Linked DNA regions of Mus musculus: region 2 is linked to region 1. Evidence: chromatin contacts called from public HiChIP or PLAC-seq data. All regions are on one chromosome and are shown on one strand. The core of a region is the stretch at or near the end of the contact, and the rest is flanking DNA. Distances in the headings are between cores, read along the strand shown. Region 1 overlaps Plcd1 (phospholipase C, delta 1). Region 2 overlaps Acvr2b (activin receptor IIB).

Region 1 (6,677 bases), core at 1,221-3,720:
GCAGGGATACTGCATGGAAAGACAGACAGATGGACGAATGCACAGAACTAAGTCCAGAGTAAATCCTCATGTTCACAGCCAGTGACAGTTCAACAGGAATGCTCAACAGGATAACACATTTTCAGGCCCATGGGCTGGCACAGCAAGCATGGGTCCCTGACAACCGGGTTTAATCCCCAGGACCCATAAGATAAGAGAGAACCAACTCCCACAAGTTATCCTCTGACCTACACACACACACACACACACACACACACACACACACACACACACACACACGAGGGACAAGTATGCAAAGACACACAATAAATAACTAATGTAATAAAAATGATTATAAAAAAAATAAGTCATGGGCTGGAGAGATGGCTCAGAGGTTAAGAGCACTGACGACTCTTCCAGAGGTCCTGAGTTCAATTCCCACATGGTGGCTCACAACCATCTGCAATGGGATCCGATGCCCTCCTCTGATGGGTCTGAAGACAGTGACAATGTACTTACATAAAATAAAAGAAATCTTAGCCGGGCGGCGGTGGCGCACGCCTTTGATCCCAGCACTTGGGAGGCAGAGGCAGGTGGATTTCTGAGTTCGAGGCCAGCCTGGTCTACAAAGTGAGTTGTACTGGAAAGACTGCATACCCAAATGCAAAGAGAAACTAGATTTTCCATCTCATAGCACACACAAAAGCGAGCAGAAGATGAACCAAAGATTTACCTCTCAGTCAGGAAGAGCATCTATAACCAAAGAGAAACCTAAGAGCCAGTGATTGGTGCAAAAATGGAAACCCCCTACATTACTGTGGGAATCTAAATAGTTAGAACCACTTTGGAAAATGATTTGGCAGGTTTTCAAAAAGCCAAGCACAGGGAGGGTTGTGGAGAGATGGCTTAGAGGACTAGAATTCAATTCTCAGCACCTACATGGGGCTGTTCACAGTGGCTCCTAACTGTACTCCAGGTGATCCAGTGTCCTCCGCTGACCTCTGCAGACACTGCACACGCATGAACATAATATGCACACACAATGCACACACAGGCACAGACACATACTTAGAACTAGAACAAGGGGCTGGAGAAATGGCTCAGTGGTTCAGAGCACCGGCTGCTTCCCCAGAGGAACCAGGGTTCTATCCCAAGCACACACGTGACGGCTCACAACAGCATGCAACTCCAGTCTCAAGGGATCTAACACCTGTCTCTGGTCTCCTCTGGCACCAGGCATGGACATGGTACACCGGCCACACACGCAGGCAAAACACACATACACTTAGAATAAAATGATAAAAATAAAATCTTATTTAAAAAAAAAAAGTTAGCCGTAAATGTTACTAAATAACCTAGCAGTTTTCCTCCTAGTGTGCACCCAAGAGAGATGAGAACACACGCTCCACACAGAATGTAGTTTTGAGTTTTCACCACAGACGAGAGTCCGAGAGTGGAATGGACTCACAGCCCCAGTCCCGGATGAGTTATGGAAGGGTGTGTCCATATGGTGGGATACTGTTAGGGCGCCGGAAGAAATGGAGTACAGAGCCTCAGTACAGAGTGGATGAGTGCCGGCACACACTAGGAACAAGAAGCCATTCGGGAGAGGCTGCAGGACTCTGCGTCACAGGGAGCATATGGGGGCTATCTTGGCCTGACTTAGGGGGAAATATGAAAGAGCCACTAATGGTGGGGTTGTGGGGGGGCGGGAGAGGGCGATGATGCTCTAACATCAGGGCTTTCACGTGTGTGCTGGGCTCAAACTCAGGTCCCTATGTTTACATGGCAAGTCCTTTACTGACTGAACCATTGCCCCAGCCCTAGGTTCGACACAGGGGTTAATTTTATGGTATGTGGATTATCCCTTTATAAAGCTGTCATAAAAGGCGACACTGCAGGGCATGATGGGAAAGGCTGTGATCCCTACACTCAGGAGGCAGAAGGATCGCAAGTTCCAGCCCAGAACCTGTCTCAGGCAAATAAAGCAAAAATGAGAGCTGGCCCCGGCCCAATCTCACGCTGAAGCAATCAGTGAATAGGACGGATTCACAAGTTTCACAAGTTACTGTCTTCAGCCTGAAGGCAGATCTGAACCCTGGGGTCCCAGTATTGCCCCCCAAGACATGGCTCAGGAGAGTGCCATGGCCTTCCAAGTCCTTGAGGGCAGTAACCCTGAAAAACATGACTACATCACCCCACCTCTCTCCCAACCTGCCACACCCCACTTCCCAGGTGCCTATCTCCACACTGCTCACAGAGAGACACAGCTGTTGACCTTGGGTCAGAAGATCCTCTGTACTCTCCCTTCTGCCCTGGGTTAAAACAAGAATTCCTAGAATGCACGGTTGAAACAGCAACCTCCCCCCCCTGTACTATGATTTCCAAGGTAGGAGCCTTTGGAAGGTAATTTGAGTTAGATGAGGACATGAAGGTGTGGCCCGGACCAAAGGTTTAGTGCCTATAAAGGAGAGCTTTCTCTCTTCATGAGAGGTCAGAGAGAGAAAACGCAGCAGCCTGCAAACAAGGGAGAGGGCCCTCCCCAGAACCAGCCATGCTAGTACCTGAAGAAACACACTAGTGTTGGGCAAGCCAGCCAGTCAGTCCCTGCAGTGCCCAGTTGGGTGTGTCTTTGAGGGAGTGTCAGGAGATTAAATGAGGAAAGAAATGAGGTTCACTCCATTCCCTGGAGTCTCAGGTTGAGTAAGAAGGATGTGAGCTGCACCTTAGTGTTCGTTCGCCCCTTTCTCTGTGCTTCCTGACGATGTAACCAGCCACCCGAGTTTCTACTGTAGGCCTTTCCTGCACGGTGGACCACATTCTCCTAAAACATAAAATAAAGCCCTCTTCTCCTGACTTGTTTTTGCCTAGTATCATAGCAACCAGCGTAGGATCCAACACACCCTGGCATTTTGTTACCGAAGCACAACTGACCATAGATAGCACATCCCACGCACGACCGGGACCCACTGCCCCCAGGAGGATACTGCTGCAGCTTCTGCCGCTGGTCCATGGAGCCCGAGCGGTCGATGATCTTGCGCAGGCCCTGCACCCAATGCTGGACGTCAGCTGGAGACGGGGCGATGAGGTCTAGGGTATTGCGCTGGTCCTTGAAGACGATGGAGAAGCATCGGTCCTCGGGTATGTCTCTGGCAAATTTCTCCAGGCCTTCTGTGCGGTGTCCCATCCGCACCTCCTGAATGTCCTCGATGGAGACTGCGAAGAGGGGATGGGTCAGATGAACAGGCTGTGGGGGAAATGACTGCCTCTGGCACAGCCAAGGCCACAAGGAGAAGAGCACGGCCTAGTGCCACAGCCAGACTGGGGGCTCAGAGCGTGGGTCCAGGGAGAAGGACAGGAGGTCAGGATGGTGGGAGAGAAGAAGAACGGAAACACTTTACAGGCAGGGCACAGGGCAGCCAGCAGTGGGCAGAGTGGGAGCAATACAGGGAGACACAGAGGCAGAGATCTTAGGCTAGGAGAAGCAGCAAGGACCAGGTCCATGGTCACAGAAATGAAGGGACCAGGTAGCAGGAGAAGCCTGCTGTGATCTGGCACCTGCGATAGGAAGAGGTCATGCACCCTCCAGACCACACTAGTCTTTGAGTCCCCATAGCTATCACCATCTTCAGGTCCCTCTACTGTCCCACTTTGGACAGTCCTGGCTCTGGGGTCAAGCGACAGAATCCCAAAGCCAGATAGAAACGCGGTGTGTTTACCCTGCGTGTGACTGCATGAGTTCTGACTTCAGGGAGCCCTTTGGCAGAAGGGCAGAGAAAGACCCCACCTTCCAGGGTCCCAAGAGGCAGACAGAAGCCAGTCTGCGTCTCTGAGAGAGCTGGGCAGGACAGGGAGACGGAGGCAGGGTTCTGTCCTCGTGGACCTGTCTCAGCTTCCGGAAAGGCTGAGTTCTGCGTTAGAGCTACTGTACTCTGAGGCATCCTAGACCTAGGGGGCTCAGCAGTAAGGGACAGACAAGGCCACCCTAGCAGGTTAGACATAGCCCATAGCCGGTTTACTATGCTATTCCTGGGGGTCTAGGAGATTACATCACTGCCCTTAGGAAGCTGGGAGAGCCTTCCCATCAAGCCAGTCTTCCAAGCTGGGGACAAACAAGATCTTCTATGCTGCCATCCCAATGTATCCCCCACAGCCTGGCTGAGAGCCAGCCTCCCCACAGCAGGACTACCCCTGTCACATCCTTCTTCAGCCTTTCTCATCCATTCAGTCTGAATCCTCCCCAAACCGCTCTTACCCTGAGTCCCCGGGGCCTCCCAGCCACCCTCAGGACTACACGTGTACCACGTGCCTTGACTGGGTCATAAGCTCTGAAAAGAGGGACCCCTGCACCATCTGGGATGCAGAACGTATCCCTGGCTAATCCGTCTTTGCCCCACACTAGGCAGCTGGACCCTGCTGGGCCAGGAATGAAAACAGGAAGCCTGGGCCGTGGAGCCCCCAGGGCCTGGGAGAGAAAGGCCAGCCTATCCTCGCTGCTAATAACACTCCTGGGGACAAAGAATGAGCACTGGGAAGTTACTGGAGAGACTTAGCAGGATACAGAGACAAAGAGAAACCGGAGAATCTGTTACTCCTCCATTATCTGGACTCAGTTTCCCCAGAGGTAAGGTGACACTGCATGCAACCAAGTCCTGCTAAACAATGAGACCTGTGGCAGCCATCTGGGTCGGAAGCAAGCCTCCCCCCACATGAGTCCAGTGCCCCCAGATCTGACCCCCATCTCAGCCTGGCTCCCTGGCCTGTTTACAGGGGGCTAGCCTGAGTGACAGTTGCTCCTGGAAGAGCCTTCTCTTCTTACCCCTTCCCCTATCTCCCTCCAAGCACTAAGTGCACATTCAAATGTACCCACTAGGAATCCAGTGAAGCCTCCTTTCCCATCCACGCCCACCCACCAGCAGCTAACAGGAAACTCTGTGTCAGGACAGGAGCCCAGTGCGGGAGCCTGTCTGGCTTCACAAACACTGACAAGGTCAGGGGTTATCCTGTGCTAGGGGCCATTAGTTGGGGCAGAAAATCAAGGTGATTTTCTTGTTTGTTTGTTTGTTTGCTTGCTTTGTTTTTGTTGTTTTGTTTGTTTGTTTGTTTGTTTTGGTAACAGGGCTTCCTGTTTCTAAGCTGGTCTAGAACTTTATGCAGATGAAGATGACCTTGAACTTCTGATCCTCCTATCCCCACCCCCACCCCCCATATACTAAGTTACAACCACGTGCCACCACATTCAGTGTGTGGAGTGTTGGGGACTCAAGGCAGGGCTTCATGCATGCTAGGCCTGTGTTCTACCAATCGAGCTGCATTCCCAACCCTCAGAGTGACCTCTGAGACGCTTTAGAGTTCCATTCTCCAAAGGAACACACCAGAAGACTACAGCAGCAGGGGTCAGGAATCCATCCTTAGGATGCGGGGTGAGCACCACCCTCAACTACACAGTAAATTCAAGGCTAGCTCCGGCTGTATGTGGTCCTGTTTTAAAAACAAAGTGGTGGCACTTAATCCCAGCACTTGGGAGGCAGAGGCAGGCGGATTTCTGAGTTTGAGGCCAGCCTGGTCTACAGAGTGAGTTCCAGGACAGTCACAGAGAAACCCTGTCCCCAAAAAAAAAAATAACAAAAACAACAACAGAGGCTGGAGAGATGATTCGGTGGTTAAGAGCACTGACTGCTCTTCCCAAGGTCCTGAGTTCAATTCTCAACAGTCACATGGTGGCTCACAACCTGTGATCCGATGCCCTCCTCTGGTGTGACTGAAGACAGCTACAGTGTCTTTATGCATATATAAATAATTAAGTAAGTAAGTAAATAAATACAACAAACTCCACGTGGCGGTGTATGCTTTAATTCTAGCAGAGGGAATTCAGGAATCTTGAGCTGGAGGTTCCCATATCAGACCATCGTGCGGGCAGGAGCCACTGTCACAATTCTAATGATGGCACTTGGCTAAGCCCCACCCCCACCCCCACTCCCACTCCCAGGTAAGATCTCTCTCTCTCTCTCTCTCTCTCTCTCTCTCTCTCTCTTTCAGGAAGCTTTCATGGAGCTCCTGCACGGAAGGGCGTGTCTGCAAAGCTACCCCAAACCTCTCAGGAGGTCGTCTCCATTTGCACTCCCACCCACAACTTTAAATCCCTGAGCCTTTGAGACGCTCTAGAAAGACAGTACCCAGCCCTCCTCTCTCCTCTCCCTCCGGTTCTCTACCCCGCCTCCCAAGGCTCACTCTCAGGAGTGTTAACTCCTCCTGAGCCCCACCTTACATACCAGCCACTGGGACGGAAGTACCTTATCTGTCCTCGGACTTTGGGCCTAGCTTTTGGCCCTACCGCTCTGATCCACCCATTGTCTGGGTGGCAGCAATGCATTCAAACCACCCTGTCCGGCTCTACAGTTGCTTCTGAGACTGGCTGTCCCCATCTGTGACCATGGTTAAGTTTGTTCACCTTCCTTTGACTCCTATGGCTTCTCTCTGTGACCAGCCTAACTTTGGCTTCCCTACAAGTGATTCAACACCAATCTCTCCTTGACCCCAGCCAACCTGAGTTTCTCCCTTTGGCTCCTTAGGCATGGGCCACCTGTGGTCGAGGTCCATGACTGGCCTCCACCCTAACCCTGTACCACACCCAACATGGACCCCGGGCACTCACACAGCTGCGACTCCGGGGACCTCATGACCTTGCGAGATTCCTG
Region 2 (6,856 bases), core at 4,128-6,627, 350 kb after region 1:
CTGCAGGCCTGCGTTTGGTTTGCCCCCTCTTCAGCGTGACTCAGGCCTGAGGTAGCCTGCTCCTTTCTGCCCAGTCAGCTTGGCTCTGCGGGTTTGGAGCAGGGCAACCTGCATCGGAGGCCTGACTGTGCTAATGAACCCACCTTCTGCCTTTTCACACCATTGTGACAGTGACATCTGGTACCATAGAGTGCCAAGTCTTGGACGCTTCTGTGGTGGGAATCACACTGCCCAGCTTTGTCCACGGCCAGTTGAGGGCTCTGCGTGGTCAGTTCCCACTTCACCGTCTGCTCTGAGTCTTCCCTTCTGTAGCTTCTTTTATTCCTTGAGGCTTCTGCTCTAGAAAACTTCCCTCTGCAGAGGACTCAGGACATGCTTATAATCCTTGGCCTCACCTGGAAGGACGCTCTCTGGTGTTCTGCGGGAATCACAGGGCCGGCCGAGGGCCCTGGGCCTCACCCTGGGCTGTGGGACTTGTTTATGAAGTCTGGTATAGAGGTGACGGGAGATGTCTTGGCTTCCTCCTGTCATTTTGGAAAGTGTTCTTGGACTGTCTGAAGCATTTATAGTGGAAGAGCTGAAAAGCCCCCATAAAATGCTAGGAAAAGTATAGTGAGCCCCCCTCCCAGCGTAGCCAGGGAGCTACGTGTGCAGGGATGGGAGGGAAGAGTGCGGACACCAGAGGACCCAAGTTCTGTTCCCGGCACCCACATCTGGTGGCTCTCAAACTCCTGTACCTCCAGCCCAGGGGATCTGATGCCTACTCTGACAGCCTCCATGGCTCCTGCACACACAGGGAGTAAGAATTGCTCATCCCTGCAGCCTTGCCCATTCCTGTAATTTAGAGACTCCGGTGGATCCAGTAGATGTGAAATTGAGGTTAGGGCCCTCCTGTCCTCGGGCTTCCTTGCTGTCTTACCGTTTGTGAGGGCGTGCAGCCTGGGGCTGACAGAGCAACTAGATAATGGAATTCATCTCAGCCAGGAGGAAAGGGGAGGGGAGTGGGGCAGATGCAGTTCCCTCTGAGACTTTATAACTACAGACATGACCCTGAAGTTAGAAGTTCATATTATCCTGTTCTGGGAGACTCTAAATCAGAAATTAAAAGTGTTCTAACCGGTATGGGGTTTGGCAGAAGCAAAAATGATCATTTCTCCCTGGAAGGTGGCATTTCTCAGAAAAGACCCCATCTGAACATAAGCTCAATATCCAAAATTCAAAATATAAGGAGAAGAAATCTGCCTGAGTGAAAGTCATCAGAAACAAGCAAGCAAACAAAGGTGGTAAATTTTAAAATTAGAGGAGGAGGGTGCTGGAAAGAACTGGCTAAGAGCACACACTGCTTTTTTGGAGGTCCAGAGATCAGTGCCCGGCACCCACATGCCAGCTCATGATCGCCTGTGTTCCGGGGTGGGGTGGGCGTCCAATGCCTCTGGCCTCAGTCACCTATACTCGCCTGCCTGATTGGTCTTTGCTACCTTGTGGGGTTTTTTTCATACCCTTTATTCCCCTCATCCTGTCCCCCCACCCCCATCACTAGACAGGAGAGAGAGAAGTATAGAGGAGAGAGAGACTGAGATTTTTTTTCTTGAGCATGACTACTAACAAACTGCAAACAATCCCCTTGAACAACCTCCAACTTCACCTCACAGACACAGGTGAATCTGAGTTAGAGGCTAGCCTGATCTGCAGAGCAAGTTCCAAGATAGGCAGGGCTATACAGAAACCCTGTCTCAGAACAAACAAACTAAAAATAAATAAACAAACAAATAAATAGAGTAAACTTTAAAAAGTAAGTTAGACAGGAATTCGGAGATACCCAAAAAATAGAATGTAAAATTAACCTAGGATGATGATGGCTGAGGGGATGGTCTAGCAGTCAGGGACATTCCTGCCTCTTCCAGAGCACCTGAGTTCTTTTCCTAGCGCGCGCGCGCACACACACACACACACACACACACACACACACACACACAAGCCTGGTACTGTTCTTGACAGGCAAAAGTAGGATCTCTATGAGTTCAAGGCCAGGTTGGTCTACATAGGGAGTTTCAGGATAGCCAGAGCTACAGAAAAAATTAAGTAGAAATTTTAAGTGGAAGAGATACACAGATTAGACGCAGTAAAAGGAAGAAACAGTGCGTTGGAAGGGAGATCTTAAGGAATTACCAAGTGACAAACTAGGACAATATGAAAAGGGGGTGGTGGGTGATGGCTGATTTCCACCCTCAGCTAGCTAGACTGGGCTGTTAGCGAGGTCCACATTTGGAAGTGTCTGAGGGTATTTCCAGAGAGGTTGGAAGAGAGGGATGACCCACCCTGGATCAGGTGCTGAACCATGGAGAAAAGGAGGGACCTAGCTGAGGACTGAGTTTCTGTCTCCTGCTTCTCTCTTTGAAGTTACCGGTTGTCAGGTGTTTGATCACAGAGATGTGAAAAGTGGCGGATGCAGATACTTGAGTGTGTTGCTGCTGCTGTAACAGCACAGAGCACCATTGCCACCCCTCCCCCAACACTGGACGGTTTATTAGCAGTAGAGGCTGGAAGACGAGCGTGGCTCTAAAGTAGCATTTGGACCCCAAAACAGTGAGAACCCTTGTTATGGTTTGCCTATGAGATGTCCCTATGGGCTCATGTGACTGAACACTGTTTCTATCAGTTGCGGATGTTTTCAGAGGTTCTGGAGCCTTTGACAGTCAGGGCTTAGCTAGAAGAAGTGGATCTCTGCTGGTGTTGTGCCAGGGAAATGTCAGTGATCCCCCAAAACACACAAAGGAGCCAATCTGATGAAACTCACAACAGGGTCTTTAATTTTATTTGAGCTAGCTCTGGCCCCTCCAGCACATCACCATCATGTAGGATGGTTTTGGTAGTGGGGGAGCCCCAAATGTCTATCAGGGCAAGGCTTTATAGTAAGCATCAATCAGGGAATGCATGTGTGCAAGCATCTAATTGGGAAGCTCCTATGGCCCTTAACACAGTTGGCTGGTGCTGGGAGTCCTATCATAAACTTAACTTCTGCTCCCCTCTGCATTGGTGGTTGTTAGGCAAGGGGCTTGTAACCTGGGGTACGGGTTTGTTGGGGGGATAACCAGGAGACACTGGTCTTGTTGGGGGTGTAACCTGGAAACTCTGCTCTTGTTGGGGATTAGCCTAGAGACTAGAGCTAGGCTCAGGTTCTGTTGGGGGGCAACTTGGAAACTAATGCTAGATACCAGCCTGTTAGTCTACGTAAGTTTAAACTTAGGTCATGTGCTCTAAAATGGAGCCTGAATATAAAAGCTTTGGCATCTCACTGGTGGTCTTAAGGTTTGATAGCCCAGCTCTGCTTGCAGCCCGTGCCTGCCTCCTGAAGCCCAGCCCTGCTTGCAGCCCGAGCCTGCCTCCTGAAGCCCCCCAGCGAGCAAGCAGCCTTGAGCTCCTGCCCCTGCTGATCGATCCATCGGTGTTGCTGGTCACCTCACATTTCTGCCCTCAGATTCCTTCCTCCCCACAGATGATGAGCCAAAATAACTCCCGAGAAAGGGAGCTAATATACCTAGTCCCAAGATCCCATTATAGCCGCAAAAAAGCAGCCTTGGCTGTATAAACCACAAATAATGTTTTAGAGATGTATACAGACAGCAAAAATATTGAATACTGAGTATAATCTGTTCACAGTTTATTCCCATGCGGATTTCATATTAATGAAAGTCGAAAGGTGATGGAATTAATCTAGACGCTTCAGGGAGAGGTGGTGGAAAGGCAGATTAATGCAGATGTAGAGTCTCAGGTACACTTCAGATTAGCTAATGCTGGGACAGAAGGGAACCTGAGCTTCCAGGTCACAGGTGGTAATCCCTGTTGCTCAGTGGTTAGCTTGCATGAAGTGCTGTGTTTGATCAGCCGACAGAACTGCAGGAAAGAAAAGAAAACAAGGAACAAATGGAGATTGGAATAGAGTTTAACCATGAATGTGTTAGGACTCCGGTTTTAAGGAAGCATTAGATTGAATTGTAGAAAGCTCAAGTGGGCAGAAAGCTTTGAAATGAAAGTAGGAAGGAAAAGATAAATTGGGAAAACGCCACAAGAAATGTTCTAGGTAAGTTAGCACCAGCTAGACATACTCACCTTCTCCACAGACAGGGTTTCTCTGTGTAGCCCTGGCTGTCCTGGAACTCAAACTCAGAAATCTGCCTGCCTCTGCCTCCCAAGTGCGGGAGTGTCAGGACTAAAGGCGTGCACCACCACCACCTGGCCTTTTGATAGCATGAACAAAAAATGGTTACTGCACAGCGATACCCATGAGCATAGACTTCCCTCAGCATAAGGAGAAGGTACCTGGCCAGGAAGTGGGAAGGCTGGCCAGTGTTCCCAGGGGAGCTCGGCTGAGGGTGTGCCTCGGTGGGCTGCTCTCGGAAACTGGGTCGATTGTTTTGGAGAAGGATTTGGAAGAATGTACTGAATCAAAGCTGCTTAGGCTCAGCATTCCCAGGACGGGAGGAAACGCTCACCAAGAAGCTTCATGCGTGATGGCTTTGCTCACATGACAGCTGTACATAACCCGAGGGTCCAGCCGGTGAACCAGGTGAGGTCACACTGGGCAGTCCCTGGGCTCCGAAACATGGAACTTCAGGATGTGGCCTGCAAAGAGCCTTAACCTCTGCTTCACTTAGTTCTGTCATCTTAGGGGTTCACTCGGGGTTCTCCATCATACAGTGCCTGGGGTGTGACAAGTGGGTGTTAGTCTAGGTGACACATAAATACAGATGAGGCCAAAAAGTAGAATTAAAGTGGTTTGGTTCTCTGGAGTAAGGATTTAAAAGAAACTTGTTTTATGGTGTTGGTATTTTGCATGAATGTGCATGCACACAGTGTGTGCATTGCCGCTGGAACTAGAGTTCCAGGTGGTTGTGAGCCACCACGTGGATGCTGGGAACCAAAGCCATTTGTTTTCAACCAAAGAATAAGTTCTTGTAACCACTAGCCCCACAGTGAAGGATTCTAAGATAAACTGTAGTTACTTGACGGGTTCTTTCCTCCCAGTCTGCCAATATGGGTTCATGCATATGTGCGGGGTGTGTGTGTGTGTGTGTGTGTGTGTGATGCTCCAGCCTTGCCCACCCTTTCTCTTCTGTAGGTTCCCCTTCTGTAGCCACCCTGGTTGTGGTCCTGGGGACTGATGGAAATGCAGCTGTGTAGGGTGGGGAGGCAGGGCCAGTTGGGGAGACTCCTGACCTGGCTGCTAGGCTGTGGGCGGGAGGCCTTCATCTATTAAAGGGCTCTGTGGCCTTGTGGTTGGAATTTTGCCATATGCTATAAATAGCCAGTGTGAGAGTGTGAAGAAATGGAGCCAGGGAGGAGAGAGGAAACGGGAGGCCCCCTGGGTCTCCAGCTGGCAGTGGCCAGGGTGTGGTGTGGGAAGGGTGTGGAATGTCACATGGGATGCAGAGCTGCAGGCAGGCTTGGTGTGGGGCCTGGACTGGAAGGATCGCTACAACCCTAGGAGGCAGGTGCTGTCAGTCACCTCTCAGAGAGTGGCTAGGTGACTTGCCCCAGGCGCACAGCTGTGAGGCATCAGCAGTCTGGCCAGCTCAAAGCTGCTCTGCAGGGTCGGCTCTGGGCAGGTCTGGGAGGTCGGTGGCTCCAGTGAGCTGTTGGGTCCTCTCTGAGGCTTCATGTTGCCTTCTCAGGCTTCTCCACTGGGATCCTATGGTTGTGCCAGAGGGGCTGGTGCCTGACACTGGCCTGGAGCTAGGCCAGGCTGAGGTCTACTCTGTTTGTTGTTGCCCTTGTGACTCCAGGGGCTGATTGTAGTCTGAATGGAGGTGGACACTCTCCTGAGTCATGGGTGTAGGTCAGAGGTGGAGCGGACAGTACACACAAAGTCCAGGTTCCATCCTCAGCATCTATAGCAGGGGTCTTGCTTCGTGTTGAAGCCATCCCTCCTTCTTGTCCCCTCTGCTCATAGTCTGTCCACGCCATCTGTTACATAGGAACCCGTTCTGTGCTCAGCAGCTCAGGGCCAGCCTTGCAGGCCTGTGGGGGAAGCTGGGCATCTGGGAAGCAATTGCAGAGGACACTTAGGAGTGTTTGCGCTCCACACATGCTTTCGCTTCCTCCCGCGGGAGAAGGAGCTGTGTCCTCCCTGGACGGGGTGCTTCACATAGCTCCACTACCCACTCCTGCCACAAGTAGCCAGGGCTTGTAGACACTCTAGGTGCCACCCTGGCTTCCGGCGCTGGCTCGGGCTTTGTTTCCGGCCTATACTCATCCCTTAGAGTCTCATCCACAACCTAAAGCCTTGTGCTTGAATAAGGTCCTGGTTGGGAGAAGCCGGTGCACACCCTGTCTGAGCCCCATTCTGGATACCGAGACCCTTCTGGGCCAGGCTGAGTTCTAGCCACCTGGCAGGTTGTCACCACAAGTGTCAGGGCCTAGGCCAACAGGACCTGGCATGGCTAGGGCTGAGGCTGGGTTCTGCCATTCTGACTGGGTAGCATTCTGACCTTCCGGGTCCTACCTGGAGCCCTAAGACTGGCGTCTTGCCCAGTTGGGGCCTCCCTGGGAGGAGCTTTTGCCTGCCGCCGTGAGATCTTGTGAGCATGTCTTGAGGGTTCCTCTTCCAGAACGGCCAGTCAGGATCCTCCTGTCTGCAATGGGCCCTGGGGAACCAAGCAGTGTTAGCAGTTGGCACCCTGCCAACCTCGGGTCAGGTGGGAGCCCCCTCCCTGATGCCCCTCTGGCCTCAGGTGGGTTATTGGAGTAGGCTGGGTGCCAGTGGATTGAGGTGCAGCAAGGCTAAGTCAGCGCTCTTTCCCGTTAGGGTGTCTGCATAAGGTTGTCAACGAGGTAATAAATGCCACACGCCCTCCGG

The links. HiChIP or PLAC-seq counts read pairs in DNA pulled down with a chosen protein or histone mark.
Region 2: an H3K27ac HiChIP or PLAC-seq map of trophoblast stem cells shows a contact between it and region 1, with 4 times the contacts expected there. The contact joins two enhancer-like sites. A contact is called at or near these places in 11 of 39 promoter capture datasets (the 3T3-L1 cell line, 3T3-L1-derived adipocytes, the C10 cell line and 6 more), 1 of 484 Hi-C or Micro-C datasets (psoas muscle) and 5 of 115 datasets of contacts at active chromatin or transcription factors (the HL-1 cell line, embryonic stem cells, large pre-B cells and 2 more).

Annotation. Positions count from the first base shown.
Region 1 is chr9:119,077,956-119,084,632 of GRCm38.p6, forward strand. Plcd1 (phospholipase C, delta 1) reads right to left here. Exons shown (of 15, transcript NM_019676.3): 2 at 6,635-6,677; 3 at 2,967-3,195. Among named protein-coding and RNA genes, the nearest start is that of Gm51697, 6.2 kb to the left of the region's middle. Within about 2 kb of position 2,471, at least 28 of the 459 cell types and tissues checked have an H3K27ac peak or open chromatin away from gene starts, as enhancers often do. A contact at or near this core is called in trophoblast stem cells, where this site is marked.
Region 2 is chr9:119,420,089-119,426,944 of GRCm38.p6, forward strand. All of the region lies in intron 1 of Acvr2b (activin receptor IIB), which reads left to right. Among named protein-coding and RNA genes, the nearest start is that of Acvr2b, 21 kb to the left of the region's middle. Within about 2 kb of position 5,378, at least 102 of the 459 cell types and tissues checked have an H3K27ac peak or open chromatin away from gene starts, as enhancers often do. A contact at or near this core is called in trophoblast stem cells, where this site is marked.